2 separate regions of the Macaca mulatta genome follow, and region 2 is linked to region 1. Evidence: chromatin contacts called from public Hi-C data. All regions are on one chromosome and are shown on one strand. The core of a region is the stretch at or near the end of the contact, and the rest is flanking DNA. Distances in the headings are between cores, read along the strand shown. Region 1 holds the start of ZNF184 (zinc finger protein 184). Region 2 holds the start of HMGN4 (high mobility group nucleosomal binding domain 4).

Region 1 (2,878 bases), core at 227-2,726:
AGTCTGTGCCTTGTCTTTTCATTCTCTTAAACATTTGTTTTATTTATTTAAACCAATGTTCTCTTCATGACAATATATGCATTCTCTAAGATGATCGAAGCTTTCTCTATCATGTTCCCTTGACTGTAATTGTTTTTCATATACTCAGTGTTAGGATTTCCAGGTTTAATGTTTGTCAGCCAACAGTCTGAGAGACTTGACCTCGGCCCCTTATCCAAATGCTGGGAATGCACACCAGCACAGTAAAATGCAAGTGCCACGTCTTAAATATAAAAATCTACCGATTTGTTGGATTCTTTTTTTCTGCCAAGGACACAGTGACGGACAGACTGGCCTTGGGCTATATGCAGCTATGTGCTGGCTGACACAGGCATATAAGATGCTTTACTGAGGGGCAAAACATGCTAATATCATCTCCGGGTTTCCTTAAGCATTAGAAAAACATGTTGGGGCCGGGCGCAGTGGCTCACGCCCGCAATCCCAGCACTTTGGGAGGCCGAGGCGGGCGGATCATTTGAAGTCAGGAGTTTGAGACCAGCCTGGCCAATATGGTGAAACCCCGTCTCTACTGAAAATACAAAAATTAGCCGGGGATGGTGGTGCATGCCTGTAATCCCAGTTACTCGGGAGGCTCAGGCAGGAGAATCGCTTGAACCCGAGAGGTGGAGGTTGCACTGAGCCGAGATCGTGCCATTGCACTCCAGCCTGAGCAACAGAGCTAGACTCCGTCTCAAAATAAATAAATAAATAAAGTTGGTCGCCACTCAATTGAGAGTCGTGAAAACAAATTTAATGGGTAACTACCAGTATTTTCAAAATGACAAAGGAGTAGAACAGAAAATATAAGGTAGAACATGTAATAAAGGTAACGATTGTTTGCGTTTTAAAACTGTGTGCAGACGTGTATTTCTTTTTTTTTTTTCTTTTCTTTTTTGTTTCTTTGAGACGGAGTCTCGCTGTGCCGCCCAGGCTGGAGTGCAGTGGCGCGATCTCGACTGACTGCAACCTCTGCCTCCCGGATTCACGCCGTTCTCCTGCTTCAGCCTCCCGAGTAGCTGGGACTACAGGCGCGCGCCACCACCATAATTTTGGTATTTTTAGTAGAGACGGGGGTGTCACCATATTGGCCAGGCTGAGTCTCGAACTCCTGACCTAGTGATCCACCCAGCTCGGCCTCCCAAAGTGCTGAGATAACAGACGTGAGCCACTGCGCCCGGTCAGTAGACGTGTATTTCTTAAAATCAGTTCAGTCAGACAAGTTTACAACGCACACGCATACCTGAAACAGGAACAAATGACTGGCGGCGAAAATGTGCGGCACTGCGCAGGGCGAACGCGAAACGTTAGCTAAAGCCTCTGGGAAATGAAGTTCAGCAACCTCGTCGCGGAGTGTTCTGGGAACGCTGGTCCAGTGTGCCCGCCCGGCGCCGGCGTGCGGGGCGGAGCGGGGCTCTCTCGTAAGGACCGGAAGTGACCGTTGAAGCCGGTTGTAGGCGTGGAAAGAGGTTGGCGCTCTGGAAGTCCAGCTGCTTCGGCTCCCTGCGTTAGGTCTGGTGGCGGTCAGTGCGCTTCCGGACCCGGGATCAGAGTGTGTGGATCGCTATAAAGGGAGGGGAGCTCAGGTATCACCATGGCAACAGCCAGCCCTCCGGACCCGTGACGTCACCCTTCTGGTTTCGCGCTTAGAGGCCTCTGCGGGAGAAAGCTGGGGAGTCCTCAAAGGGGGCGCACCTCGCCTCCGTCTGTGCGGGGCGGTCCCGCCCTGATCCCTTGGAGGGCTTTGTTCTTTTGTTCTGGCCTAAGGGGAAGTCGGGTGCCGGGCCCCGCCCTGCTTATCCACCTTCCAGCTTTAACGCTCTGCAACAGGTGTGTCTTCGTGTTATCCGACCTCGCAGGGGTGTGAGTCACAAATGTGCACAGAGGGAAGAGACCAGGTCTGTGGATGCCCCGGCCAGATTCTAGGGTGGGCACCAAGGGTTTTTTGGATCTGAGGCAGAACCCGCTTACCCGATCTCCACTCTGTTTTTGTTCATCGGAGTGGCACACGCCTCTCTAGTGCTCTCTTAGGGCACTTCTCTCGTGTAAGACCTCTTGGTCACTTTGCAAGACTCTGATGTGTGATTGTGTGACGTATGCTGCTGACGCCATCCTGTGTTTTTTAGGATAGAAAACCTCAGCGTGTTGCAGACTCGCTGCAAGGGGAGCTAGACATCTGAGTCCCAGACTGAGGTATCAGCTGAAGGAACGCTGCCTGGCGAACCCTGGTATTCAAGTTCCAGAGGAACGGGATGAGCTTCTGAGATGGAAGGTAGTGGGGTCGACTTGGGGGAGAGTGGGTTGATGGAGGCTTGAGAACAGTCATGACTGGAGGATCAAATACTTGAGATCAGAGCAGGAGAGCTGGAAGGAAGGAACGGTATGCTTAGGGATTAGCAAAGAAACCGAATTACATTGTAGGGAGAGATTCTTTTTTATAGAGAGATACTTGGGGGAGGAGTTTATTTTTTCTTTCATTCCATTGGGGAATGAAAAGACATAATCATTCAGCGTATATGTGATCCCCACATGACTTCTGAATATTAAATATTAAAATTATAATGTTGAAGTCAGAAGACATCTTGGTAATCATCCCTTCAATGAAAGAGTTAGTTTTGAAATCTCCTTGGCAGATGGCAGTCTGTCAACCCTAGGCCAGAACTAGTGTGGCATTAAACTCGCCATTTTGGGTGCAGACTATTCCCTTGTTGGCTTTCTTTTTTAGTTTGTTATATTAAACAGATGTACTTGTTCCTGTAACTTTTGTGTTGATCTTATTTCTGAGTCCTCCAGAGAAAAGGAAACTGTTCTTAATTTCACACTGCTGCCCTTAAGATACATG
Region 2 (2,878 bases), core at 183-2,682, 690 kb after region 1:
GCCAAGATGTTGTCTTGTTAAGGGAAACAGCAAGATAACAAAGAATGGACCTTTCAAGTCAACATCCAGCCAAGCAGCCTGTTTAGGAAAATGGTAAAAAGAAAACAGCTCATTAAACATTGTCCTTTTCTTTCTTTCTTTCTTTCTTTCTTTTTTTTTTTTAATTTTGCAGACCCACCAAAGAATGCAGCCCTTCTTTTGTCGTGGTCATAAAAATATCACATTCGGTCGGGCGCAGTGGCTCACGCCTGTTATCTCACTTTGGGAGGCCGAAGCAGGCGGATCACTTGAGGTCAGGAGTCTGAGACCAGCCTGGCCAATATGGTGAAACCCCGTCTCTAACTAAAATACAAAAATTATCCGGACGTGGTATTGCACGCCTGTAGTCCCAGCTGCTCAGGAGTCTGAGGCACAAAAATCGCTTGAACTCGGGAGGTAGAGGGAGGTGCAGGTTGCAGTGAGAGAGATAGCACCATTACACTCCAGCCTGGGAGATACAGTGAGACTCCGTCTCAAAAACAAACAAAAACAAACACATCGCATTCTTATCAGTCATTTGAGGGAACCTGGAGCAATGTGATCTGAGAGGCTAGGCTTGGCTAATCCCTAGAAAAAGTAGTAATACATCTAAGAAAGAAATCTCTCTGAGGGTACACCCCAGGCTGCCAGGTGGCACAACAAAACTTTCTCATAAAAGCGTTTGATTAATCCAATTAACTTGTAAGCAAGCCATGTGGCAGGCAGAGGTAAGAGGCCAAACACCAAGGCACAAGTCCTGATTCTAAACAAGTGCTGGTCCATTTCTTAAGCTTGGGATCCATTTTTTCTTTGTGATGGGACAGCGAAAGGTCAAAGTGGAGGAAGACTCAGCCCTTGGGTGTCTCCTCAACGAGGGTTTCTCGAAGGTAAATTGGGGAGGAAAGGAGAGCCCACGGCAGGTCAGTCCAACCTGCCAGTCACCACCTCTTCAAGGCCACAGCCCTGCGGGAGCAATCCTTTCAAATCCCCTTCTTTCCTTCTTTTATTGGCCCTAGAGCGCCGATTAGGACTTCTCATCCCTGTCGGGCCTGCGGCTCTCTGTGACCCCACCTCTGGATTCAGCTTTTCCCAGGGATTCACACTCGGAGCTCAGGAGAGATGCTGCGATTACTCTGGAGACGGGAAGACAGGCGCGGCTCACGGGGCCCAAGGCCCTTAATCATGACCGGGGCCAGCTGGCAGGAGGGTCCTAAGTATATGGACGGCGGCGGGACCCCCCACTGCGCCCCTCATTTTCCCGGGTAGCGTACTAAAGTCTGTGAGGCACTTACCCGAGTTTCGTGGCCGTTCGAGGGGCGCGGGAATCCCAGCTGAGGCCCTTGACGCGCCGGAGCCCTAGGCGTGGGCAGGGCCAGCACCAGCCCCAAGATAGAGAAGACTAGGGGAGCCCGGCACTGCCAGGAACAGGAAGGCGAAGGAAGGTGAGGATGCGCTTCCGGGGCTGCAGGCGGGGAGCCGCCCCGAGTTCAAGCCGGAGAGAGCCGGTTCTCCCCGTGGCGATACGTGTGTGAGCCTCTGAGGCCCGCCCTAAGCACCGCTGCCCCGACCTCGTAAGACAGGAAGACAGGAAATTTATGATGGCCTGAAAAATCGTTAAAAGATACACACTGTAAGAATTTCGTAGTATGAAGGGGGAAAAAAAAAAAAAAAAAAAAAAGCTGTTTCCGCCCGGTTTCGAACCGGGGACCTTTCGCGTGTGAGGCGAACGTGATAACCACTACACTACGGAAACTCACGGTGGGCTATCATCTCAGAGCAAGCAGTTCTATCTGCATAGTAAATACACTTGGTGTTTCTTCGTTCAAGTGCGAGTTTTGCTGATGTGCGTATGCGTCTCTGTACTGAACTCTCAAACCAGAAAAACCAATGATCAGCTCAGACCTAGCCTCTCCAGTGTTAAAACTGAAGCCACATGCAGTCATTTCAAACGACTGAATAGGGAAGAACACGATAGAGACTTTAATATCTCTGAACGGTCCTTCGTTCTTCGGCCAAAATGGTCAGGCGAGGCTGGGCACGACTTGGGTAGGGCGAGCGTTTCTATGACGTAGTTGGCGTTACCACGTGGTCAGTGGCAGAATTTGCTCCCCAGAGAAATGATAACCCCATCTCTTGTCGAAAGCGGCCCCTCTTGCTTCTGAGACTTCCAGGCAAATTTACCTTGCACGAATTCGCTTACTCCGGCGGAGTAGGAAAGTTGTAAAATAAACCTGCACATATACCGAGCCAGCCAGGAGTCGAACCTGGAATCTTCTGATCCGTAGTCAGACGCGTTATCCATTGCGCCACTGGCCCCACATATTGGTTGGTAGCAAGGTATTTCATAAGAAACTAGGTTGTACCCGTAATGTCTGGGCGAGGGCCTGTAAGCCGCGTTTGCCCGCTGGTCCAGGCTCGCAGCGCACGGACTCCCTGGTGGCTACTTCTGCACACACCCCGTAGCCTTCATTCCTTTCTCGGTCTGTCTCTGCCGGCTGAAAGATGGCGGTGAAAAGCATGCCCTGCATCCTCTCTGCCCCAGTATCACCGCTCCATTAATACGTTCGTTCATTCAACCCAGTATTAGTGTTCACGGCACTGTAGATAACGGTGAAGAAAACATGAGAGACCCTTGTCCTTAAGATTACATGGCAGTGGCGGAAGCGGATAATAAAGCACTAAATAAACGAAATAATAGTGATAAGCGATTGGAGAAAAAAAATAATAAAACAGGGAAAGAGGATAGGAAAGGCCAGCTGTGAAAGCGATGAACGAGAGATAAATGCTGATATCAGGGGAAAAGAGTGATCTGGAACAGGGAAAAAATCGCTAGGAAAAAGGCCTGGAGGTGGGAGCAGGC

Evidence for each region. A called contact is a pair of places that touch in the nucleus more often than the background predicts.
Region 2: a Hi-C map of fetal cortical plate shows a contact between it and region 1, with 2.8 times the contacts expected there. The contact joins the promoter of HMGN4 here to the promoter of ZNF184 in region 1. A contact is called at or near these places in 2 of 14 Hi-C or Micro-C datasets (fetal cortex germinal zone and fetal cortical plate).

Annotation. Positions count from the first base shown.
Region 1 is chr4:155,841,004-155,843,881 of T2T-MMU8v2.0, forward strand. It overlaps ZNF184 (zinc finger protein 184), which reads left to right and starts at 1,477. Exons shown (of 7, transcript XM_078000824.1): 1 at 1,477-1,866; 2 at 2,163-2,308.
Region 2 is chr4:156,527,894-156,530,771 of T2T-MMU8v2.0, forward strand. HMGN4 (high mobility group nucleosomal binding domain 4) reads right to left here and starts at 1,433. Exons shown (of 2, transcript NM_001193396.1): 1 at 1,311-1,433. It overlaps TRNAV-CAC (transfer RNA valine (anticodon CAC)), which reads right to left and starts at 1,771; the gene lies at 1,699-1,771. TRNAR-ACG (transfer RNA arginine (anticodon ACG)) reads right to left here and starts at 2,334; the gene lies at 2,262-2,334.